6 separate regions of the Mus musculus genome follow, and regions 1, 2, 3, 4 and 5 are each linked to region 6. Evidence: chromatin contacts called from public HiCAR-type, Micro-C and promoter capture Hi-C data. All regions are on one chromosome and are shown on one strand. Each heading gives the region's core, a stretch centred on a gene start, on an enhancer-like site or on the middle of the called end of the contact. The rest is flanking DNA. Distances are from core to core; before and after follow the strand shown. Region 1 holds the start of Rhoq (ras homolog family member Q). Region 2 holds the start of Mcfd2 (multiple coagulation factor deficiency 2). Region 3 holds the start of Socs5 (suppressor of cytokine signaling 5). Region 4 holds the start of Calm2 (calmodulin 2). Region 5 holds the start of Pigf (phosphatidylinositol glycan anchor biosynthesis, class F). Region 6 holds the start of Lrpprc (leucine-rich PPR-motif containing).

Evidence for each region. Promoter capture Hi-C pulls out the DNA fragments that hold promoters and counts their contacts. A called contact is a pair of places that touch in the nucleus more often than the background predicts. HiCAR-type assays count read pairs that join an accessible place to other places.
Region 1: a promoter capture Hi-C map of pre-B cells shows a contact between it and region 6, with 4 times the contacts expected there. The contact joins the promoter of Rhoq here to the promoter of Lrpprc in region 6. A contact is called at or near these places in 5 of 39 promoter capture datasets (3T3-L1-derived adipocytes, embryonic stem cells, hippocampal neurons and 2 more), 1 of 484 Hi-C or Micro-C datasets (embryonic stem cells) and 4 of 115 datasets of contacts at active chromatin or transcription factors (astrocytes, pro-B cells, stem cell-derived neural progenitor cells and 1 more).
Region 2: a contact with region 6 is called in a promoter capture Hi-C map of pre-B cells, with 3 times the contacts expected there. The contact joins the promoter of Mcfd2 here to the promoter of Lrpprc in region 6. A contact is called at or near these places in 4 of 39 promoter capture datasets (the 3T3-L1 cell line, hippocampal neurons, liver and 1 more).
Region 3: a Micro-C map of embryonic stem cells shows a contact between it and region 6, with 10 times the contacts expected there. The contact joins the promoter of Socs5 here to the promoter of Lrpprc in region 6. A contact is called at or near these places in 2 of 39 promoter capture datasets (liver and pre-B cells) and 1 of 484 Hi-C or Micro-C datasets (embryonic stem cells).
Region 4: a promoter capture Hi-C map of pre-B cells shows a contact between it and region 6, with 7 times the contacts expected there. The contact joins the promoter of Calm2 here to the promoter of Lrpprc in region 6. A contact is called at or near these places in 2 of 39 promoter capture datasets (liver and pre-B cells).
Region 5: a HiCAR-type map of astrocytes shows a contact between it and region 6, with 4 times the contacts expected there. The contact joins the promoter of Pigf here to the promoter of Lrpprc in region 6. A contact is called at or near these places in 2 of 39 promoter capture datasets (liver and pre-B cells) and 1 of 115 datasets of contacts at active chromatin or transcription factors (astrocytes).

What each region holds. Positions count from the first base shown.
Region 1 is chr17:86,961,789-86,965,623 of GRCm38.p6, forward strand. It overlaps Rhoq (ras homolog family member Q), which reads left to right and starts at 1,323. Exons shown (of 5, transcript NM_145491.2): 1 at 1,323-1,959; 2 at 2,512-2,570. The coding sequence starts at 1,818. LOC115488765 (hapless 2-like) reads left to right here. Exons shown (of 3, transcript XM_030250169.1): 3 at 1,085-1,758. The coding sequence ends at 1,758.
Region 2 is chr17:87,263,959-87,267,783 of GRCm38.p6, forward strand. It overlaps Mcfd2 (multiple coagulation factor deficiency 2), which reads right to left and starts at 1,989. Exons shown (of 4, transcript NM_139295.3): 1 at 1,877-1,989.
Region 3 is chr17:87,105,175-87,109,484 of GRCm38.p6, forward strand. Socs5 (suppressor of cytokine signaling 5) reads left to right here and starts at 2,505. Exons shown (of 3, transcript NM_019654.2): 1 at 2,505-2,873. It overlaps Gm30510 (a long non-coding RNA gene), which reads right to left and starts at 2,173. Exons shown (of 2, transcript XR_877091.1): 1 at 2,084-2,173.
Region 4 is chr17:87,444,544-87,448,491 of GRCm38.p6, forward strand. Calm2 (calmodulin 2) reads right to left here and starts at 2,392. Exons shown (of 6, transcript NM_007589.5): 1 at 2,250-2,392. The coding sequence starts at 2,252.
Region 5 is chr17:87,022,895-87,026,725 of GRCm38.p6, forward strand. Pigf (phosphatidylinositol glycan anchor biosynthesis, class F) reads right to left here and starts at 2,507. Exons shown (of 6, transcript NM_008838.1): 1 at 2,404-2,507; 2 at 771-1,019. The coding sequence starts at 998. Cript (cysteine-rich PDZ-binding protein) reads left to right here and starts at 2,667. Exons shown (of 5, transcript NM_019936.3): 1 at 2,667-2,781. The coding sequence starts at 2,766.
Region 6 is chr17:84,789,395-84,793,699 of GRCm38.p6, forward strand. Lrpprc (leucine-rich PPR-motif containing) reads right to left here and starts at 1,392. Exons shown (of 38, transcript NM_028233.2): 1 at 971-1,392. The coding sequence starts at 1,119.

The DNA of each region.
Region 1 (3,835 bases), core at 73-2,572, 2.2 Mb after region 6:
GGGAAAGTGTCAAGACCTGACTTCAAGATAGTGTGGTGCCTTTCCTAACCTTTCAGAATGTATGAAGTAACTTTCAGATTTATTAGTGTAGTCAATGCAAGTACCTCCACTCGAATGCAATGGACAGGGTATGGAGAGATGTTCCCCTACGTTCACAAGGAACGTTAAATACTATTTGAAATCTTCCTGGTCGAATTGAAATCAGGATTATGACTTGAAAACTGGCGTCCAGGGTTCGTGGAAGTGAAATGAGGGCATCACAGTAGGCATCTCCCCAGGTGGCCCTTGAACACCGGGAGTGACAGGGAACCTTTTGGTAACCACTTCACTGGTCCCAGTTTCCCCCACCTAAATCCCGGGGGCAAGGGTATGAGTGACCCACGCACCTCTCAACACAGCATTTTCTACCACTATGAATTGGTGAGAGGAAAGGACTTCCCTGTCAGCAAGCTTGGGGGTAGGCTGCGGTGTGGGGTCAGTCAGCGCAGAGTGAGCCTTCGAACCAAGACCGTACATTTAAAGCAGCACTCGGCCACACAACTAACTGGCCCTGGCCAGACAAGTGTTTCCGGACTTGCCAGACAGAGGCGCAGGGTTGGTCCTGAATCACTGGCCAAGTCTCAGAGCGCGAGGCTACATCATACCTCAGGGATCACAATTGAATACTTTTGGAGAGACGCTTGGAAGCGAAAGGAAGCCTCGGACGATGTCGCCTCCAGGGGGAGCACAAATAACATCTGTGGTCTCCTGACAAGGGCTCGCCCCTTTGTGGCTGGTTGGGGGTGCAATATGCTGCATCTCTTAGTCACCGATTTCATAGAAAATGACTCAAGCTCGTGCTGCGAAAAGCGTGGGGTAGTGATGCTGAGGAGCAAGCAATAAGCCAGAAGTCTCAGTTTTCCAGTTCCGAGACCCACCACCCTCCCAGCCTCCGCACACCTTTCTAATTATTGTTATTAATTATATTTATAACCCTCTTGGCCGCTGTTCCTGATTTCTAGTTGCGTGGAGCACTTGCAGGCCGACGAGATGGCTCCTGCCTTCCAGGCAGAATTTAAATATACACATCTGTATAATGTTGCAGAATTGCGTCACCGTGGAAGTCGTCGTGATTCCCCGAAAGGCCTTCACGTCTCCTCCGGGCACCGGGGCCTGCGGACGCTTCCGGGCTTTGGCCGCACTTTCGCGAGGAGCCCTGGGCTCCTTCCTAGCGGCTGCCCAAGAGCCCCTCCCCCAGCCCCCATCCTCCCGGATACAGGGCGCCTCCTCCTCGGCCTCCGCGCCCGACTCCCAGGGAGTCAAGCTTGGGTGAGCGGCAGGAGCGCACGGCGGGCGCGGGCGCGGGGCGCGCCGCACTCCGGAGCCGCCCGGACCGCCCTCCCCCACCCCCCTTCACCGGCCCAGGAGGGCGGGGGCCGGAGCGGCGCGGGGCGGGCAGAGCCGCCTGGCCCCTCCCCTCCGCCGCCCTCCCCAAAGTTGCCGACTCCCCTGGGGCCGGACGGTCTTATGATCCGGCGGATCCTCCTGGGGAGGCCGGGCCGGGGAGCGGGTTCGGGCGCCGAGCGGCGGGGCCAGCAGGCGGGCGCGGCGAGCCGGGCCAGGGCGGGGAGCGGGGCAGAGATCGAAGCGGCGGCGGCTGCGCCCCGGGCCCGCCGCACCTTCTCCTCCGGTCAGGGGAACCGCTGCATGGGGCCGGGAGGGCGGCCCTGCTGCGCCGAGCGGCGGCGACGGCGGACCCCCCAAGCGGGCTGGGGCTGAGCCCGGGGCCAGGGCGGGGGCTCCGGGGGGACCATGCCCCGAGGCCGGCCGGCCGCAGCATGGCTCACGGGCCCGGCGCGCTGATGCTGAAGTGCGTGGTGGTCGGCGACGGGGCGGTGGGCAAGACGTGCCTGCTCATGAGCTATGCCAACGACGCCTTCCCCGAGGAGTACGTGCCCACTGTCTTCGACCACTACGCAGGTACGCCTCTGCCCTGCTGACTAAGGGGCTGATCCCCGGCTGGGAACTTTGGAGCAACTTTGGCTGAGCCCCCTGGCTTGCCTCCCCTGAGCGTGCTCCCCTCCCCCGCCGTGCCCTCTGCCTGGCGGCTTCACCCCCCCCCCCAAGCTGTGCCTCTGGTCACCCCACCCCTCGCAGCAACTCCCACCCCATTCCTATCTCCCCCTTCGCCCCGTCTCCCACACTTTTCAGTCCCCTGAGCGCCCTTCTTGACCTTCCAGCTGCCTCTTCCCTTACTGCCCGAAACCCCTGTAGGGGAAACATCTGGGAACACTAGTAGACGTGGCTACAGGGTTTGGGGGGGGGGGGGAGTGGATGGCAGGGGCCACATTACACCTATATCTCATGCAACTTGGCAGTGAAGTGGACTCGGATAAAAGGGGAATGTTGTCTCCTGGGGAGCACCCACATGCTTCCCAGTATTTGGGAAAGGAGGTTACTGTGGGGAGCCAAAGTGCTAGATCTCAGATCACTGTGAGCTTCTCTCCCCACCCCCCACTTCTGTCCTTGCAGTCAGCGTCACCGTGGGGGGCAAGCAGTACCTCTTGGGACTCTATGACACAGCTGGACAGGTGAGTGTTTTGGCTTCTGGCCGGTTCCCTTACCCCCATCTCTCGCCAATTCTGTGTGGCTGTGGAGGGCCTTTGGAAACTGAGGTGTCTAGGTGGGAGGGTGTGTTTTGGGGGGGGGGGCTGCCTCAAGATCAGGTTGGTTTTTTTTTTCTTAAGTCAGCAAATTAAGGAAACAAACCCAAAAGAAAACGCAGACCAGCGTGAACCCCGCGATGTGAAAAGTTTTTGACTGTATGGGTCTTTACGTGTGTTGCCTGGTGAGTGGGTCCCAACTCCTGTTGCAAAGTGGCAGCAGCCAATGGTAAAGCGTTCTTATTTTTAGTTGCTGATGACCAGGTCTCCCCCTCGCAGCCTCTGTCTGGGCCCTCATTGGTGAGTGGTCTGCCTGCCCGAGGAGCCTGATTGGTGGGAAATGGCATCATCTAAGAGGCTGGGAAGGCGTTTGGTCCTGGTTGTGTTTATTACAACATCATTGCACTCTGGGACTCCAGTCCCTGAAAACGTAATTTGTGGTGTTACCAGAGGAGCACAGGGAAAAAGAAAAGAAACAACAACCGTCAGCCACTCCCTGGGGTTGGGGCGGCAGGGTTAAGAGTTCAGCTGGAGTCTTGGAGGAAGCTTTCTTCCCCCTGGAGGGCCAGGTGACTTTGTGTTTTCTTTGGAGAGATTATGTGCAGAAAGGAAAGGAACGCGTCTTTCTGCAGTCTCTGGCTAGTGCTGGCAAACTGAAGGGTCAGACTGTTCTCCTGTAGGGTTAAGGGGTTTTCTTGGGGGTTCTGTCTCCCTAACCTAGCTCCACTGTCTTGCCAGACCCACTTTCTTTCTTCTGGGGCTGACTAAGGTGATGGTTTCGCAGAATTCAGCTCTGCAGTGTGCTCTGAAGTCTTTGGAAGTTGCTGTGTCTTATGCAGGCTTGAGAGCCCTGAGGATGCGCGAGCCATTGAACGGTGAACAGTGACTCCAGTCTTTGCGCTTTAGTTGTGAACAGGGGGCTGAAGATGGAGGTGGGGTGGGGTGGGGCCCAGGGGGAGAGAAATACCACCAGATACGATATGCTAAATATGTGTTTGATTAGATCTGCCTTTTAGCATCGTACGCTCTCAGATTCTATACTCATGTCTAGAAATATTTTGTGGGTTTTTGGGGAGGTGGGAGAGGCTTGATTTGGCCCCGATTTCTCAACTGTTAGAGCAGTGGTTCTCAGCCTGTCGGGAAGGGATCACTATCAGCTATCCTAAGCATCAAATGTTTACATTAAGAGTCAT
Region 2 (3,825 bases), core at 739-3,238, 2.5 Mb after region 6:
GAGACACACACAGCAACGAAAGAGGAAAAGGATATTGCTAAGCTCAGCAGACCACCACCACTAACCCTGTCGGTATGATCAGTGGGGTATGATCGGCGGCGGCAAGCAGATCGTCTGGAAACCAGAGAGGGCTGTAGAAAACAATCAGGGCCTTAGCATGAGTCTGACAGGGCAATGCTGACCTGCCTCAGAGCCTTGACTCCAACAGGGCTCCTCTCACTGCTCCGGACGCCTCTGTTGCCACTGTGTCTGGTCATTCCTCCTAGGCCCGGTTCAGATGAGACGTAAAGACTCTTGTGGTTAACACCCCTTGCTTCCTTGTCTGTTTCTTCCTTCCTATCTTTCCTTCTCCTCTTTCCAAAGGTCAGGATCTGTGTTCTCTCATTTGTGAACTGAACAACGCTGAGCTGGCGTGGGACGTGGTCAGAATGGGGTGAGAAGAAACACAGTACTTAAGTCTCTATCTCAGAGGCCCTGGCCTAAGGCTGAGCTCTCCCTTTGCAGCACTCCTGCCCACCCTTCCTTCCCACTGGGCCATTATTCCTATCAGGGAGTGGGCTTTCCTCCTAGCAGCTGTTGGCAGCCTTCAGAGGCTCTTAGTTGGGAATTTACATTCAAAGCAATCACATTTGACAACACCCCAGACATCCTGTTACACGGAGCCAAGGCCAACTGACTAGTGCTTCCTAGTTGTAGTCATCTCCATGCTCTTGAAGTCCAAGTAACCAGCAAGTTTCTGGGTTACAGAAAGCCCCCACATGGGCTGAGGTTGAAAACTTGTCCTGAATAGGCTGGTGTTTAATAGTCTGGTCCATTTGTTCACTGGGGGATTCCAAAGGAATGCCATGCTACCCTTATAACTAACATTTAACTAAGAGCCTAGTTACATAGGGAGAGCAGAGCTGTGAAGGCTGTGAGAACAGTCAGACGCCTCTCGACAGCAAAACACAGGTCACTAAAGAGGCACTCCAGGGGTATCACACACACCCCCATCCACAGAAAGCATGAGAAGAAATATTTCAACCCAAAGCAAAGCACGCCCCTCCATATGGCAGTGAACACCTAAACATGACTTAAGTCCAATCCAGAATATTCAGATGAGGAGGGGCAGGTCTTGAGTAAAGTACAAAGACAGTGAGTGAGTCACAACAGGCATTGCAGGAAGGAAAGAAGAGCTTGGAAGGGCAATGAGAATCCACAGAAGGACCTGGGAATGGGGCAGGGTGGCTGAGCGTGTCTCTACCTCCCCTGTACTGGACACGTTGAGGAGGGTCAATCAATATTAAAGGAGCAGAAAAGAGAGCTGATTGCTAAGGCAAGGTGTCTGGAAAAGTGAGAGTTTTGAATAGGTTCAATGTATTTGATGAGTGTAGGTAAGAGTGACGCCCAGGCCTCTGGTTTGGGCATATGTGTGGATGGAGGTGCCATGTCCCAGAAAGGGAAAACGAGACAAACGAGCATCCCTTGTCTACCTAACCTCCTAGGCTCAAACTAGCCAACCCTGTCGAGACAACAGGACCTGTGGGTCTGCCCCGAGGAAGGTGGGGGAGCCAGAGGCAGATGGAGTAACGCCTGAGACCCGCGTGCTTCCAGGCCAGCCAGGGTCCGTGTCCAGCCCACACAGCTGGCCCTACAGCCTAGTACTGAGACTCCCAGCAATGGGGTGAGCGCAAACAACAGCGCGGTGCTCAGCCGGGCAGACACGTCTGGCCCCCGAAACCCTCTCGGAAGACAGGCTGCCTCCGTGGGCCACAGGTCCCGCTGCGCCCTGAAGGTCCGCATCCTCCACCCCGCCACCCGGGCCTCCCATTCTCGAGCCCCAGGCCGACCGACCTCTGCCCCGAGGGTCAGGCCTCCGGCCCGTGGGTTCGCTCACCCCGATAATCCCCGACGCAGTCGCGAAGCACTCCAACGTGAACCTTGCCAGCTGCCGTCCCTGGGACGCTTTTCTCCGCACGCCGGTCCCGCCCCTCGCCCAGCCGCGCACGCGCACAGCCTCCCGCCCGCCCACCAACGCTGCCGGCCCCGCCCCCTGTGCGACCCGATCCAGTGGATCCACGTGTCCCCTGTGGCTGGCGCGGCCAGACCCGCCTCCCGAGGGCGACACCCTACTGCTAGGGCCCTGGGGAGGCCAAGAGGCGAGCTGGTTGCTAGGCAAACCTGAGGCTCCGGAACGTGGCTCACCGTGGGTTGTGGGCTGCAGGATCCGGAGGAGGCGGACTCCGAAGCTGGCCAGCCTCACCTTCTCTATACTTTGACGGATATCCTTGCTTCCACTACAAACTGAGAGAGTAAAACCCCTAACTCCTGTCCCAGTGAGGCAGCCGGTACTTCTCGGGGATCCTGCGTTTCCAAGACTGACCTGCTTCCATTTTCTTTTTGCTCCATTCCCTGAGCCGCAGCCTCAAGATCCAGCTAGTAAAGTTCCTGAAATCGTCTGGTTTTGTTGTTTTCTTTGAGAGAAGACAATATATTTAAAAAAAAAAAAAAAAAAAAGGATCCTGCCCTTTGATATTAACAAAATTGTCTTTCAGTGAATGTGTATAGATACAGATAGATATATGAGCTTAGGACTGTACATTTTAAAATTCCTTCTCTCCTTTGTATCTTTGAAGATACATAATCGTATTTTTTTTAGATGCACCTACATCAAAGATGGAGAGAGATTATATCAAAGCCCACCCCCACCCCCTCTTCCTTGTAGCCTTGAAAATTGCCCAACAGCACCGTTTTTGTCTCTTTGTCCCACTTTCCAAGATTAAGATTTCAACATTATCCATAGGGAGAGAAAGCCTCTTTCAAGAGTCCCTAAGATATTGCATCTCATTCCATCTCATTCTGAAGGTTAGATTAATTTGGTCCAGTTCATTCTGGGTACCCTGTAGTTGACTGCATTGTACCTACGATCCTTTGTCCTGGGAGCTACAAATGCAGGCAGTTTATGAAGCTCAGTAAGTAGAGACTGGACCGAGGGTAGCCTGGAGCATTCTTCACCTCACACCTCCTAGACTTTTTGTTTTGTTGCTGATTTGGTGTTTTGATTTTTCGAGACAGGATCTCTCAGTGTAGCCCTGGCTGTTCTGGAACTTGCTCTGTAGACCGGGCTGCCCGCAGACTCAGATCCATCTGCTTCTGTCTCCCAAGTGCTGGGATTAAAGGTGTGTGCCACCACTGCCCTGCTCAGACTTTTTTCTAATAAGCACTTGCCACCAAGCCAGATACTCCACCTTCTCTGTGGATGCTAGCTTTTGTCATCTTTCTCTTTCTACTGGATCATTCTTACCTGCATAGATGCTTGCCCTCTGGTTCTTTCCTACAATGCTATTGAAATGGCCATCTCCATGCAAACCAGGTCTCTTCTGACTTGCTTATTCCTCGAAGTCAAACATGGCTCCCATTGTCTCCTTTGTTTGAATGCTGTGGAGGTGGGTTTGAGTTCTGCTATGCTCAAGCTATGCTCAGTGTGACACACAGTCTCCTGCTGCCTGCTGATCAAGATGCAGAACTCTCAGCTCCTTCTCCAGCACCATGTCTGCCTAGATGCTGCCATGCTTCCCACCTTGATGATAATGGACTGAACCTCTGAAACTGGAAGCCAGCCCCAGTTAAATGTTGTCCTTTGCAAGAGTTGCTGTGGTTATGGCATCTCTTCACAGCGATTAAAAACCCTAAGGCACAGCCACACTTTGAAGCATTTTTTTTTTCTTTCCTGACAACTATGCTTGTTGTTCTCCGGTCTGTCCTCCTGGCATCGCATCCTCTGCTCAACGTACGAAAAGAGGGCGCCATGGTGCTGAGTACTCTCATCTAGTGATTTCATCTAGT
Region 3 (4,310 bases), core at 1,255-3,754, 2.3 Mb after region 6:
TTCTCCTGTTTTGGTTTTTGGAACGCATGTCACTCCTGGCTTACCGAGTTATTAATTTACTCGCATATGGTTTGTGTTGCCCCATCAGCAACCTTGTCAGTTTTGTTGACCATTACATCTTGAGCTAATACTAAAATGCTGAATAAATATTGGCCTAATGATTAAATGGCACAAGGGAGGAAGCGAAGGTGGCAAAATGGAGAGACGGCGCTTAGCTCATACGATCAGTGGTCAGTGTGACACCATGAGAAGTGTGTCGGTCAGGTTTACAGCACTGCAATGATGAGCGTAGGAAGGCTAGCTGCCTTTCTCATAGAAAGACTGACAAGTTCACTGCCCAGGGGATGCAAGGCCAAGAAGGGCTGGGCCCTCCTACAACAATGAGCAACCAAGAAAATGCTGACAGACACATCCAAGAGCCAAGCTGATCAAGGTAGTCCTCCATGTGAGCTTCCTTTCAGATAATGCTGAGGTGTGTCAGGCTAACAGCTAAAGCTCACTAGAAGAGGGCAGAGCCTGTAGAACAAAACTGCTCGCATCCTGCACAGGAAGTGAAGCAAAAGGATGAGGGTCTCACAACTCACTATAACCCCCCTCCATGACCTAAAGCTTCCCACTAGCCTCTCTGTCTTTTAAAGGGTACACCACCTTCATGCCAAGGACCAAGAGTAATTCATAGGCCTGTGAAGAACATCCCAGGTCCAAATTATAGCAGATAGGGAGATGCTGGAGCAGTAAGAAAGTGGAGAGAGGCTTGTTCTCTGGTTCCAAGAGCTCTGGAGAGAAAGCTAATGTGGTACTGTAAAACAATACAAGGAACAGAGGAGGAGAAGGCTTGGGGAAGTTCGGAAAGTATGGGTTCCAATGTGGAACTTACTCCAATAGACAAGTAGAGCGGCTAAAAGCTGCTTAGGAATGCAGATCTGGCCCTCACTGACCGGACGCCGGACGTCCATCCGTGATTCTATCTGAATGGCTAGATCATCTCCTGTGCACTGTGTGCCTTCCAAATAAGAGGGCTGAGGGCCAGAACCTGCTACTCTCAAGGAGTCAAAGAGAACAGACAGTTGAAAAATAACTGAGAAAGCAATCTGAGGGTGTACAATGTTAAGAAAGGTAGGGTGGGGCTGAAAAGAGTCTAAGAAAAGCCTTCAAGAAAAAGGTAGTCTGCCGGTCCCACTGCAAAGCATTAAAGACTAAAGGTGGTCAAAAATCTCAATATTCAGCAGGTTGAAGTAGGAGCACCATTACCTAGAAGACAGCTTGGGCTACATATTGCGTTCCAAATCATGCTAGGCTATACAGTGAGACTGTTTCAAACAAACCGGACTAAGGTGTGTGTGACCCTATGTGTATGCCGCTGATAGAAGGACCACTTTGGGGAGATACGCAGGGGGAACAGACTACTGTATTTGAATCATGAAGTAAACAAGTCTTTTTGTCTGAGCACCGGAAAGTAGTATGTCTAAGAAGTGGCCAGTTAGCTTACGAGTGGTAACCACGGTTCTACACTTGATCTTAGCCAAAAGGCCAAGAAGCGGTGGTAACCACGGTTCTAAAGGGGCAGCTGAGGAGTCTCGCGGGTATCACAACCCCCCATTCACTTCTCTGTCCTTGCTGTCATTTCCACGGCCGGGGCGATCCACATAAAATGCAAGCAAAGAGAGGAAGCGACAACACCCCTCCCCTCGTGTATGACTCATCTTCGTGGCAGCTGAGAGCCTGGATAGGAAGAGTTGAATTCAATGAGGTGCCCGGTTTCCCGTTGAATATTGGAATTCAGTGACTCGGATGGCTCCATGCTGAAGGGAGCTAGGGAGACTCATTCACATTTTTTTCCTACCCGGCACTCGCAACCTCCATTCAGCATTTTCCCCTTGGTCTCCCTAACGGAGCCCAAAGGAACAAAGCTACTCCCCACCCGCACCTCGGGTTGACCTTCCACCCGAGCGCCCACCCCTAGCCCGTTCCACGGCCACGTGACCCTCTCCAGCCTCCTAGCCTCCCGGGCCTCTCCCCCTCCCCTCCAGTCCGAGCCCGCTTGGCCCCGCCCACCCCGCCCACGTGTCAGCCTCTCTCCCACCTGACTGGCTCCTCCCTCTTCGGCCGAACCCGGCCGCTTGTCTCAGCTGCCCGACTCCAAAATGGCAGCCGCGCACAGCACGCACCAGCGCGGCCGGACCTCCTTAACTCGCCGGCCTCCCCTCTTTAGCTCCCAGCCTCCCTCCTCCGGCCTTCACCTACCCGCCTCTGGATTGGCCGCCGGGAGTCCCGCCCACCTGGAGCCCCGCCTGCCATTGGTCACGGTAGGCTGCCCTTCAGAGAGGCGTGGCCCAGCCCGCCCCCCACCCCGGGAGGTATTTTCCATTCCGGTGGGGGGCTGGGGGGGCGGGGGGAGGGGAGAGGGTGACGAGGGGGAGGCGGCCGGGAAGGGGTGGGGGCTGGCGGGGGCATCCGGCCGAGCTGGGGTCCCCGGGCTCCGTCCGGAGGAAGCGAGGCTGCGCCGCCGGCCCGGCAGGAGCGGAGGACGGGACGCGCGGGCGGTCGCGCTCGCCCTGTCGCTGACTGCGCTGCCCCGGCCCATCCTTGCCTGGCCGCAGGTGCCCTGGATGAGGCCGCCGCGCGTGTCCCGGCCGCTGAGTGTCCCCCGCGGTCGCCCGGCGCCTGCCCTCAAGCGGCCGCCTCTCCTTGCCCGGGTCCCCGTTTTCCCCCGGCGCAGTCCTCCTCCGGTGGGCGCCTCCGCACCTCGGCGCAGGCGGCACGGCCCTCGGGCCGGGATGGATCCGCCGGGAAGAGGAAGACAAGCCGGGGCGTTGAGCCCCTGCGCACGGTGCCGCCGCGCGTAGTGGGAGCTTACTCGCAGTAGGCTCTCGGTACGTCTCGGAGGAATTGCTTTTCGGTGGGAGTCGGGACACCTAAGGGGAAGAAGGGGTCGTCTGGGGCCGATAGGAGGGCATTCGTCATCGGGGTCGTGGTGGGTCGAGACTGGGTGGGGGAGGTCGTCGGTGCCCACTGCCAAGGGTAGAGGGGGTCCAGGCAGGTCACCTAAGAGCTCCATAGCTCCGACCTGAGGGTCCTCAAGGGCGACGATAAAAGGTCTACCGGGACGTGAAGGAAGGACCGGGGAGCGTGGATGCGGGAAAAGACTGGAGCATCTCTGGGGGGTTTAACCTGGGGTGGTTATTACAGGATGCGGAGGCGGCCGCAAGGAAGACCCCGCTCCAAGTCCTTGAGCTTTTAATAAATGGTTCTTTGGTGCTGGGACTTGGGCATTCGAGTAGCTGAAGCGGAGTGAGTTTGTGGAGAGGGAGTTGCATTGACAGAAGGATGCTGAGGAACAACGTGAATACCCTTGGTTTGGTTCTCAACTTTGAAGGCTATGGGGGTCAGCCACGAGCTTTTGGCATTTTTTTATTTTGGTGTTCCAAGCAAAAGGTGGCTGGCTGCTGGACTTCGTCAGTGATTCCTTATTTTAAATTGTATGTATATATTTGATGGGGTTGGGCAGTTACCAGTTCTCCTGGACATTCTTCCAACTACACCTTGACATTCTTACAGCAGCTTCTCATCTACACCGGAGGCCTGCTCCTTTCAAAGTTAACACTAGGCTAGACTGTCCTATTACGATTTACTGACATTTATCCTAGAAGACGATTAAGTCATGCTTGCTTTTAACTGTTTCTTTACAGGGCCGTGTAAAATTGAACTGCATGTTCTATAGAAGTTTAAAAATGGTTTCTCTTTAAGGAATGAAATGAAAAAGATGCTGGTGTTAGAAGGCTCTGCTAAAATGAGCTCGAGTGTTCTAACAGTTGGGAATTTAGTCAAATGCGTACTTTAATCTTAATAGTCTCTCGGATTCATAGTCCCTTTTTGAAATCGGCCTAGCAACGGAAGGAAGACACAGCAGGAAGCGGTGACTGTTGTCTGGAGTTCACCTTTGTGATTGTCCTGCAGGGATGTTACCTTTTTCATGTCTGTGGACTAGAAAGAGTAAGCTGAGAATTGCACAGCTAGTCTGTAGTCTCCTGTTAAACTCACACCTGTATTACTAATTTCATACATTTGTTGAGTTTCCTATGGCTTACAAAATGAAAACTCACTTGATTAGGGAGTCCTTAACATTTAGGGGGAAAAAAAATCTGAAGGCTACTTTGCTGGCTAATTAAAACATTTCTGCAAAAAAGTGCTAATATTTTTAATGGTTCTTCCCAGTTCTTGAAAAAGTAGTGGTTAATTATATATTTTTCTTCTTATTGTCCTTGAATTTTACCGTTTGTCCTTAGGGAGAATGTACTGGCATACAAAAC
Region 4 (3,948 bases), core at 1,142-3,641, 2.7 Mb after region 6:
CGAGCACTCAAATGGCTGAAAAGTGATTTTTTAAAAAAATCTAGCGTATGTGAATAAATGTATGACTCCATGGCTTCAGTGAACACAAACACATCTTCATCCTGTTCATCGAGGCTTCATCTATCATCTCTTCTACAATTATAGCAAAACCAATAGAAGTTATTTCTGTAGGAAAAAGGAGGTCTTTATTCTGACAGAATGGCACCCTTCCTATAAAAGCATCTGAGGCAAAAAAGAAACCAGGGGAGAACAAAACTTCATCGAAATCAGGGCCTTGACTGAAAGTCTCAACTCTAGCTTAGCTACAAGTTTCTATGTTATAATGCAGCCAAAGCAAATCCCTATCTTTGAGCCTAATAAAAACCTTCAGCTTAATGGACTGACTTAGACACACTCGAGACATTTTCTACTGTTTACATCCTGTGTCACCCAGCCATCAACAGCACATTCCTTTCAATACATGACATCCCAATAAAAATACAATGACTGCATGCAAATCCAAGGGCTTTGTAATCAGTTCTATATACATAGGTACCTAACAGAACAATTTTTTTCTCTTTAACGAAGTCCTCAGAATCTAAAGTCTTAAATATTATGAAGTTACTAGAATAGTTGTCGATGTAGCAACGATACATTTAAATATAAAACTTACTGGGGAGAACCACTGTTAAGATATAAATTCTAATTTTCCAGTAAAGATTTAAATCCTATGCTAACTAAAAAAATAATAAGTTACTATACAACTTGGAGTGTCAATTACTGCCTATAATTTACATCGTGTTTCCCCTTACAAAGAACAAATTCAGTCAGCATATTAAAATTCATTAGTTAAAAAATATATATCAAAAAGAATTCACCAAAGTTAAATGAAGGCTAGCTCTCTCAAGGTGAACACTCCCCACACCCAAGCAGGCTGGAGGTTTCAGTTGGCAGGGATTCCCAACTACTGTTTAAGATGTCACCTTGCCTCCTGGACACACCCATTGCTGTAACCATTTGGCAAGGGAGTAAAATAAGTATTGCAAATTATCGTCCTCATTAATTTTTTTAAAACAGAAAACACGAAGAGGGACTTATTTTTCAAAGCTCTTTCTAAAATCTCCTGCTCTCTTTTACACTCTTTAAGTGTACAGTTACTGACGGCCATTATTGCATAGGTGAACTGTCCGTAAGAACTAAGATCAGATGGCAACTTCCACTCTGAAACGCAAGTCGTTTTCAAGGAACTCTGCGTGTGGTAGAGGTGAACAGGAGTGCACCTGAGCACTCAAGAATTTAGCGACCCGCCCCTTAATTGCTACTTCCACTAGCTCATGGGGGCCGAAAAACGCCTTTGAGACCCTAACTGAGGTCGGTTGCTTTCCCTTTACGAGCTCTATTTTTTTTTTTTTTGAGAAAGCGCCCGACTTCCAGCAAAAGCTTGTATTCTTCAACGATTTAAAAAAAGAAAAAAAAATTAATCATCCAGTCTGGGTAGCGGAAGCCAGCACCAGATGGAGTGAACAAGCAGCAGCAGCAGCAGCCCTGCGCGGAGGGGGAGGGGGGACTGCTGGGGTCCCCTCCCCCGCCCATCCCCGCAGCGCCGCGGGCCGCCCAGACCTCCGCAGTCCTGCAGGTGCCAGCGCAGCAGCTGGGGCGCGAGCCGAGCCGAGCCGCGTAGGGCGGCGGCTCGGGGCCCCGCGCGCTCACCCCACCCGACCCCCGCGGCGGGGGTCCCCGCACGGGCTGGACCCACGGGGCGCGCCCCCGGCCCGGCCCGGCCCGGCCTCGCGGGGATGCGGGCTAACGGCGCCCGCTCGCCTCGGGGCCCCGCGCTCCTCCCCACCCCACCCCCCGCGCATGGCGGCCGGGCGGACAAAGGCGCTTCCTGGCGCCCGCGCTCGCTCGGCGGTGGCCGTTGGCGGTTTGAATCCGGCCCCCGGGGCTGACCTTTGGCGCCGCCTCGGCCGCAGCCCCTCCTGCTCTGCTCTCTCGACCGAGCCCACGGCCCCGCACCCCAGATCCATCCTCCCCCGGCCAAGCCCCGCAGCGGTCCCCCGACTCATCTAAAAGGGAACCCAAGAGGACAGGGGTGGGGGACACCTGCGACACAAGTGTCGCGGGGGGCCTCCTGGCTTTTTTTTTTTTTTTTTTTTGGTGCCGTCCCTCTGGCGAGGACAGTTCTGAGAGGGGAGGTCCCCTCTTTAGTCAATCCGCTTCAGCATCTTTCCCCGACCCGCGGGGCGCCGGCCGCTCAGCTACGCACTCACCATGCTGCAAGGGCTACGGGTTTCCGAGACGCGACCAGACAACCGCTCGACTCGCTCGCTCCACTCGGACTAATTCTCCTCCTCCGCCCCCAGCTCCTCATAAACACCTCCCTCCGCCTCCCTCCGCCAGATCCCTCCGCCTCATCCAGATAACGGAACCTAGCGAACGAGTCCCGGCCAGCCCCCGCCCCCTCCCCCCCCCCAACTCTCCGGGAGACCCCCTTTCTCCGCAGTCACTGGGCAGACACGCAAGAGAGAAAGGGGAGCAGGGGGACGGATGACGTAAGTGGGTTCCACTCCCAGGCAAGCCGTTAAAAGGCCGGGGGAACCGCGCCTGGCAGGAGCTACTTTGCGGCGCGGAGGAGCACCGCGGTGGCGGTCGACCAGGCGAACCTCGTTGAGCTTGCTGCTGATTGGCTGATTTGTACCTGCAATGCGTCACTTTCTCTCGCAGCCGGAACGCGGTTGCGGCTTCTGCCGTTGCTTGCTCGCGCCGCGCTGTCCTGGCAACTGCGCCAGGCGGCAGCGTGGCTCTCTCTGCGCTCGGCTGGAGGACCTTCTTCCACCCGTCCTGCCTGCCACAGACACACGCACACACTCACCTTCCCGCCCCGTATGGAGGTGCTGCTGACAAAAACAACACGGGCCAAAACAAAAAATAAATAAAACTGAAGGACACCCCCCCCCCCCAGTAAACACCCACCCAGCGCGCCCAGCTTCTCAGCGTTGCTGCATAGGGAGGCCGGTCGTTTTTCATTACACGGTGCCGAACCCATGCAGCTCAGCTGACAAGCTAATCAAAAAAGGGGCTTCCGTTTATGCCTACCCTTCGCTTCTCTTTCCTAGCAGTAATTTATCAGAAAGCTACTCAAACCCACTGTATCCGAGAGTGTGTGCTGTCGGTCTCCCCAAGGAGCCCCTCTGAAATTAGAAGCCCAAAGTAGACAACCAGAAAAGGATGATGGGGGTTAGAGAGGAAAATAAGGATTCCATCCTCAAAATACAGTGCCCAGAGAAGATTGATGGAACAGCCACGGCCCAGAGAGAATTAGGAAGATGGCGAAGGCAGAAAGAACTTCCCAGTTGAAAAAGCACCACCATGCAAACCCTCAAACCGTGGAGAGCAATCACTTTGTAAAAAGCAAGGCAAGATGAAACCTCAACTTCAGAAAGAAGCCTGCCTTCAGGATAGTTTCCCCGTTCAGCAAGAACATTTCGGTGCTAACAGCTATATGCACCCACTCGGAGAGTCCATTTTAACCTCCTTTACCTAAGTTAGACATCCCTCACACCTTTAAACATATCTTTTAATGAAGCCAGAGCTGGGCCCTCTTTCAGTCATGGAAACCAGACATTAAGCGGCCTTCTAATTAGCACTAACAAAGCTGACACCCTTTCGAACGAATGCCCACTCGATGGGAATACCAAACCAAACCAAACCTCAGATTTCTGTTTCTATTATCCTTGCCAATGTGGTGCCCTGATAATACTGAAAGGGAGGAGAGCTAATTAACCTTACCCCACAAATGAGATAAATATCATTATTTGGGAATATTACTTTAAAATGGGCACCTCCAGCCAAGAATCTGACGCCACCGTTCCGTTCCAGTGCACTACATTCTGGTAAATTCAAAGTTTTTCCAAGATATACCTCAGAAATTTGTCTGTGACTCCTCCTCAGATCTTCAGATGGAAGACC
Region 5 (3,831 bases), core at 1,257-3,756, 2.2 Mb after region 6:
ATTTCCAATGAAGTCTAGAAAACTCCAAGCTCCAGTGGATGGCCCCACATCCATTCAGATATAGGGTTCTAGAAGTTATAACTACAAAGACAAAAGGTTATCAAGTTGCCCAGGGAGTAGGAATAGAGTAGGGAGTGAATGCATGTGATCAAAAACACAGCGTGCATGTATGAAATTACCAAACAATAAAAATATGTATTTTAAAAATATAAATGGCTTAGGCGACGGTTTAGTCAGTAAGCAACAAGGACCTGAATCGATTCCCGGAACCCACCGTAAAATGTCAGGTATGGGGCTTGCTTGTCCCCACACTGGGGAGACAGAGGCTCTCTGGAGAGCCACTCTGGCCTAAGTGATAAGCTCCACACCATTAAATGTCCTGGACAGGGCAGGCGGACAGGGTTTCTAAAGATAACACTTCAAGTTGTCCTCCAGCCCCCAAATGCATTTGCCCACCCACATACCTAAAAAAATGTACAAAAGTAAATGAAAATAAACTGCAGTGTCTTGTAAGTTATCTTCCGTGATAAAACCATGCTTATATAGGTCATTCACATTGTGATGCATTGAAGGAGTCATAATTCCACAATGAATGCACAGCAAGAATCTATCAAACACTGTAGGAAGGTAACAGGCTACTGCTCTGGTGGGGGCGGGGGAGACTTGGTTCCCTTTACACTGTAAATCACTCAATAAGGACGAAGCGAAACTTCCTTCTTACACTGTAACCTCCACCCTAAAGCCAGTGAAGCAACAGAAGTGACCCTTACCTTATGTGACAATGAACTTCTTTTAGAGGACACATTCGGTTTCACTACTAAGTACGACAAGAGATTGACAGTGGTCACAGAAGCAGAGCAGATACACAGCCAGGTCAAATGAGCTTCCAATACTGAGAAGTTGTCCACGAAGAAGGACGGAATGAAAATGCTTAGGAAAATTGAAAATACGCACAAAAGATTGGTATACAGAAGTCTCTTGATGTCAGTATCTTTCATGATGTTTTCTTGGGTAGCTATCTAGTAGAAAACAAATTAAGAAAAACATGTAATGATTTTTTTTCCATTGTCCCAAGCACTTCAATACTCTAAATATAAACCATGTATTAATAATTTTCTATGGGCAACATATTTGTTTCAAAACACAGAACAAGCATATGCAGATTTTAATTGTTACTTTAGATTTCTCTAATATGGTATACATTATCTTTCAGAGCCTCAAAAAGAAAATTCCTGTAAAAATTTAAATATTTGTGACTGGTTTCTACAAAGGGGACATGTGCCAGACACCAGCAACTAATTTTACTTTTTTGGCGAAAATCACTGCAGTTCCCAAATGACAGCCAAGTATACACTTAGATATGCAAATGGTGGAGGACCATCTTAAGATGGTCATTATGCTACACTAAGGGCTCACACTGTCTGTACAGATGTTAAATAATGGTAATAGCAGAACGCGAGTGGGAGGAGAAACAATAGTTTCCAGTCTCTAAATACATATATTTGACCTAGAGAACAGTTTCTATGTTATACTGACTAAAGTTAATTAAGAACTTAAAAGTAACACATGTTACAATGTAGTAAAAATCGGGCCCAAAAAGTAACATCCACACCGCAGGGTGAGGAACTAGCAGGAAAGGTAAAAGCGCAAGTCTGGGCATGGTGCTATTAGCCCTCATTTCATTCACACTTATCGTTTTCAAAAGCAAATGATACTGATTAAGAAAACTGGATGAACAAGTTAGCAGATACGGCCAAGGTTACACACGCACAAGCCATTTCAAGCATCGCCTCTTTAAACAAGAAGAAATCCTCCAGGGTCGGGACAAGAACGCATAGCCGTGAAAAGACTTGGGGAAAGTTTCTCAGATTCTCCCTTCCACTGCGGGGTCAGGCAGGAAGCGCGATCAGAAATCCATCCTAGGCCACCGGCAAACACCCATCTAACACGGCGAGCGCGAGCGGTACCCAAACGCAAAGGTGACACCGGCGAGCGAGTCCCCGACCCAGGACACCACACCTGGGAAGCCGCCCTCGGGACTCGCGATCCCGTGAGAACGGGGTCGGAAGGCTTGGCTGCTCCCGAGCCCTCCTCCTGAGCAGCCTTTGCTCAGGTGCGGACCGCAGCTCCACCCCACCCAGGTGGCTCCGTCCCAGCCTCGGACGGCGCAGTGTGGGCAACTGGAGGTCGCCATCATAGAGAGAGCCCGTGCGGCCGACCCGGTGACCTGAGGTCGGAGTCCCCTGAGAGACTGTGATAGACGCCGGCATCTCAGAGGGTCGGTAGCGCAGGGCATCCTCTGGTCCGCCGGAAGCGTGGCGCCCTGGAAGTCACCGCAGCGGTCGGCGGTGCGACCTGCACCCGCCCCGGGCGAGTGTGAGAAGCAACCCGCCACCGGCTTACCTAACTCTCCCGCCCGCCGAAGGGAAGGGGGACACCACCGCCTCCCACCCTCAGGTGCTACAGGCTGGCATGGCCCCTGGCGCAGGCGCAGACCAGAAAGCGAGGGGGCGGGGGGAACTCACAAGCGCACAGCCAATCGTTGACGAGAAGGGGCGGGATAATGAGAGCAGCCCCGCCCATCAGCTCGCGTTTATCCCTCCCGCGACTTTCTAGGTACGGGATAGGCCGGAGCGGGAGGGCTGAGAGTCCGGAAGCGGGCTGACGTAGCCGGAAGAGGAAGTCGTCTCCGCTGGGGCGTTGTTGTGTTTGGGTTGCTGCTCCTGCTTTGCCGGCTGAGGGCACAGGGACACCCCCATGTAAGGATGGTGTGTGAAAAGTGTAAGTTCAGGGGCTGCTTCTGGGGGAGGTGGAGGGCTGAGAAGTTCTCTCGGGATTTCTCTGGTTTTCCCCTGCTGGTCTGTGGCGTAACCGGTGTCTTCCTACCCTGCCCCTCGGCCCTTCTTGCCTGTCCCGTAAGCATAGCCTTCCGCTCTGTGTTGAGAATGGCTTCAGTTCTGCGCCTCTTGTGTTTGTTTCTGTTGTCGTCCTCGCGCCCCTTCTGGGTCTCCTCCGTTACAACTTCTTGATTGGCTCTCGGAGGCTTAAATCGGATCTTCACGATCTTTCTGGTAGCATCAAGAGTTGACAGATGTCACAAGTATAAGTTCCAGGCTCTCGGTTACATCTTAAGATTATAAGCAATGGTTAATTTCCAGTATTATTAATATGTCCCGAATAATGTTTAAATCTTGACTTTCTGCTTTTCCTTACTACAAAACATGCCGCATTTAATACAGATTTTATTTATTTATTTATTTATTTTTGGTTTTTCGAGACAGGGTTTCTCTGTGTAGCCCTGGCTGTCCTGGAACTCACTCTGTAAACCAGGCTGGCCTCGAACTCAGAAATCCGCCTGCCTCTGCCTCCCCAGTGCTGGGATTAAAGGCGTGCACCACCACCGCCCGGCTAGATTTTATTTTAAAAATTACTTCAGTGGCTATCTGAAATTAAGTTAAATTGGATATTTTGAGCCATCCCGTCAATTCATTAATACTCACAGCTTTGGGTCAGGTGAAGGAGAGAGTCTCATCACCACCAAAGAAATCTTTAAGTAGTCACCCCTGGCTTTTAGAAAGGTCTTTTTAACCCTTTTAGTTACCATTCAGTAATTCCAATGAAACCCTTAAGATTTGTTGTAAATATTTAATTTTTTTTTTTTTGGTAGCTGCAAAAGCTGATGATTCGTTTAAAAACAACTTTCTTCTCTTGATCTCTTTCATGGGCTAGACAGCCTTCTCTGACAAGATTCAACCCACATCTCAGTTACTGGCGGATATACAGGACCCATTTTGTTCATAGCCCCTCAGTATGTAGAACTCTGGACACAGA
Region 6 (4,305 bases), core at 142-2,641:
GCCCTGTATCTCATGAAATAGTCCTAACCTTATACGGTGTCCACCTGTGTACCTAAAGAAACTTAAGGCCTGGGCTGCTGAGTGATTTGTCCAATAGCCTAATGCAAATAAGCCAAAGCACCCTCAGTCCATGGCTCCCCACTCCAGATCATACTTCCTAAGTCTGTTTGCTAGACCCCAAAGTTCTAGTGTGGGGTGTACAACTGTCAATTTCTTTCCGGTACTAAAACCTAAGCACCCAACCTTCCTTTATCAGTTGTCAAGAATATCTATGTTCTTTAAGTGAACATACTTGTTTCCCTATAACCTCAATCCAGAAAGGCATATACTCACAAAAATACATGACACTAACTAGGAACTTAACTTGTTTTTGCAGTAGGTACATAGATCCCAACAGAGCACCTTGCACGCGTCCTTTAATCCATTCTAGTGTGACAATCTCCAACCCATGACATCTGTGTAAATACTGAAGGAAAATTCCACTCAGCACAACGCAAGCAAAAACCCGAACTGGCCATGATCAAATGTCAAGTTCTAAACTATCCCTAGATCACTAGAACTTCAAACCCCAATCCCAAGAAAAAGAAAATGAAAAACCAAAGCCTCGTAAGACTACAGACTAGCAGGTTACTGGTCACCAGCGTGCGAGAGCACCCAGGAAGGGTACTCCTAAGGAAAGGCACAACGCCTGTCCCCACCTCAGCCCCATCCACTCCCCCAAAGCCATTGAGCTTCACGGGCCTTTCCAAAGCTAGAGCAGGCAGAGACCTCAAGCAGCAAGCCGGAAGCCAGCCATGCCCTCGACCATGACCTTCTCAAGACTCTCAACCTTGTCACCCCAAACCACTGGCAAAGCATGGGGGAGGGGGTGGCCTCATGCCTGAGAAGCCGGGACCACGGAATTGGAGCAAACGAGCAGGACACCAGCCCGTCCACCGCAGCCAGTCAGGAGGAAGGGTCCGGTACTCACCCTGCAGCCGGCCGGCTACCAACAGCCGCGACCCGGACGACGGAGGACAGCCGGCCCGGGACGCCCGCAGGGAGGCGCAGGGACAGCGGGAGGCGCGGGGCCGCCGCGGCCCCGAGCAGCCAACGCGCGGGTCTCAGCAGGGCTGCCATGGCTCAGCGTACCCAAGGCAGGATAGGATGCACGCTCCTGCAGAGGACCTGGAGGAGCACGTGACGACCCGGTCGCCCCTAGTGGGACAAACTAAGGACCGAGGGCGTCCAGCGGAGGAGGAGGCAGATCCCCGCCAAGGCTCACGGGAGAGGCAAGCCGAGTTCGCGGGATACCCTGGATCCGCCTTCTGTTTTACTATACATTGTTTTTTGTCTTCCGTTCACAGTGTCCCTGTTCCCTTGTCCAGCGCCCCGGCTCTCAGCGAGCCTGGCGACAACACCCCTCCACTTTGAAGTTGGTAGAGCCCACTAGAGGTCGGCTCCGCCCATGCGCGCGCAAGGGCTTGTGGGGGGCCAACTAGGAGCGACACCGAGGGTTGCTGGGAAGGGCCGACCGTGCAGATCCCGGGGTGCCTACGACGTTCCAGCCTTGCGCCTCGGTTGCTACCGAGCCGCTGCCCTAGCTGCTCAGTGACGTAGTTCCTGCCGTAGCTCTCAGAAACGGCGGCCAGAGAAAAGCTTGACGAAGAGAACTGGGAGGCTGTGGACCTCCAGGTTAGCTACATGCTATTTGTGTGACTGGGGATGGGGTAGATAAATATACAGAACTCATCCTAAGTGCCTCGCTTCATGAAATCAATGGATTCTAATAAAGGTCGTATAATTTTAAATGTCAAGGTTGAAGTTTCTTTTTCTCAGTGCCCCGCTCCTTCCAGTTAATGCACTAAGCAACTAAGGTAGTGAGTGGTGCAATTGTCTGAGGATAGGTCTGGAGCTAGGAAAACAAGTTCTTGCCCTCACAGAGCTCGCATACTGAAAGGGTTCCCTGTGCACTCGTGTGAACCCGGGAACAGGTTTCCACTCTACTTAGTTATTCCTTGACTGCTACCAAGTGAACAGTCAAATTCTCCCTCTGCAAGTTTTCCCATGTGGCTGTTTCTTCTGCTAGCCAACAAACTTCAGAGTGCCCAGAATGAGAATGCAGCCTCTTTTATGGCGGAAGCTCGTGATCAGTTGAAGACACTTCGTGCTTTGAGCATTTATTGAATGGATATACGTTCAGAGTTAACTTGGCTTAGCTTTCTTTTGGAGAAGCTAATACCGCCCTGCAAGATGAAGTTACTCTGAGTTACTATAGAGCACTATGATAGAATATAATTCATTCTCTCATTCAGCATTAGTACTATTTATTGAGCACATATTTTGTGTCAGGCACTATTTGGAATGCTGGGAATACAACATGGGGGGGGGGATCTCAATTTAGACAAAATTCCGTACATCTAAAGAAACATAAGAATTGTGATATAAATAAAAGATTAAGGTAGGTTACGGTCTGTGGTGATTAATCTTGATAGGATTTACTATCACCTTGGAAACCAGACTTTAAGCCAGTGAGGGAGTTTTTACATTGGATTAGTTGAAGTGGCAAGACCCACCCTGAATGTGAATGACACCACTGGGTCCCACTGAGTGTAGGTGTGACGCAAAATCATTTGCTTTTTTAAAAAAATATATTTATTTTATTATGTGTATGAGTGTTTTGCCTGCATGTATGTGTGTAACCACAAGTGTGCCTGGTGCCCTTGAAGGTCAGGAGAGGGCTTCAGATGTCCTGGGAGTGCAGTTAGAGACAGATACAAGCTGCTGTGGTGGTTGCTGGGAAACGAACCTACCAGCAGAATGCAGAGAGTCCAGGCATTTGCCACACCCAAGGAAGGCTAGGGCTCTGGATGCAAATGTGAAACGAGGTTGGTGGAAGTAATTATGATGATGGACTTTCTAAGGGTTTACTCCTAAAACTCTACTCCTCGGTTGTGAAGTGTGCTCTTAATTGTCAGCATGATGGAACTCAGAATCAGTCGCCTTGGGGACGGGCTTTTGGGAAGCCTCCTTGGTGTTAGGGTTTTAGGTGAGAAACCCACCCTGAGTATGTCTGTGAATGTGTGTGTGTGTGGGTGTGTGTGTGTTATGAGTGTGGTGTGTGTATGTGAGTGTGAGGTTTGTGTGTGGTATGTGTGTGTGAGTGTGGGGTTTATGTGTGGGGTATGTATGTGGGGTGTGTGTGTTATGAGTGTGGTGTGTGTGTGTGTTTGAGTGCATGTGTGTGTGTGTGTTATGAGTGTGGTGTGTGTATGTGAGTGTGAGGTTTGTGTGTGGTATGTGTGTGTGAGTGTGGGGTTTATGTGTGGGGTATGTATGTGGGGTGTGTGTGTTATGAGTGTAGGGTGTGTGTGTGTGTTATGAGTGTGGTGTGTGTGTGTGTGTGTGTGTGTGTGTGTGTGTGTGTGCGCGCGCGCGTTCCATGGGCTGGAGTCCCAGAGTGGATAAAAAGACAAAGCAAGTGCAGCCCCAGTAGCTCATCTCTCTCTTCCAGCTAGAGATGCAATGTGATGCAGCCAGGCCTCCCTCCATGATTCTATTCCTTCTCAAAGCATGAGCTGAAACAGCTCCTTCCTCCCTTTCACTGTTCCTTTCAGGTATTCTACCACAACAACCAGCAAAGTAACCTGCCAGCCGACACCCCATCGCCACACCAGCCTGTGTTAGCTACTTGTAACTGTGACACAGTGGCCCAGTGAACAGCTTCCAAGGAGGAGAGGTCTATTTTTGTTCACATTTTCAGAGGTCTTGGTCGATGTTTCCTTTGCCTGCCTCATTTGAGCAGAACATCATAGTGGCAGGCGGGAATGTGAAGAGTCTTAGTGAGGGTTTTACTGCATGGTGAAGAGACACCATGACCAAGGCAAGTCTTATAAAGGAAAACATATATTTGGGGCTGGCTTACAGGTTCAGAGGTTCAGTCCATTATCATCAAGGTGGGAGCATGGCAGGATTCAGGCGGCATACTGCAGGCAAAGCTGAGAGTTCTACATCTTCATCTGAAGACTGAAGGCTGCTAGTGGAAAACTGATTTCCAGGCAGCTAGGATGAGGGTCTTAAGCCCACACCTACTCCAACAAGGCCATGTTGTAACCCCCGAATTACTGATACTAGAGAGACTTCAGTGTTGTACAAACAGTTTGCCTCTGCGTTCCCCGCCAGAGGCTCCCATCCTCCCTCCCACTCCCCTAGTGTTAGAATGGCGCGCAACACTCCTCTGATAAGCAGCCAAACTCCAGGTGCCTGTCCTTGAGACCTTAGAGAAATAACAAGCTCAAGGGAGACCATGGGAAAAAAGGTAAACAG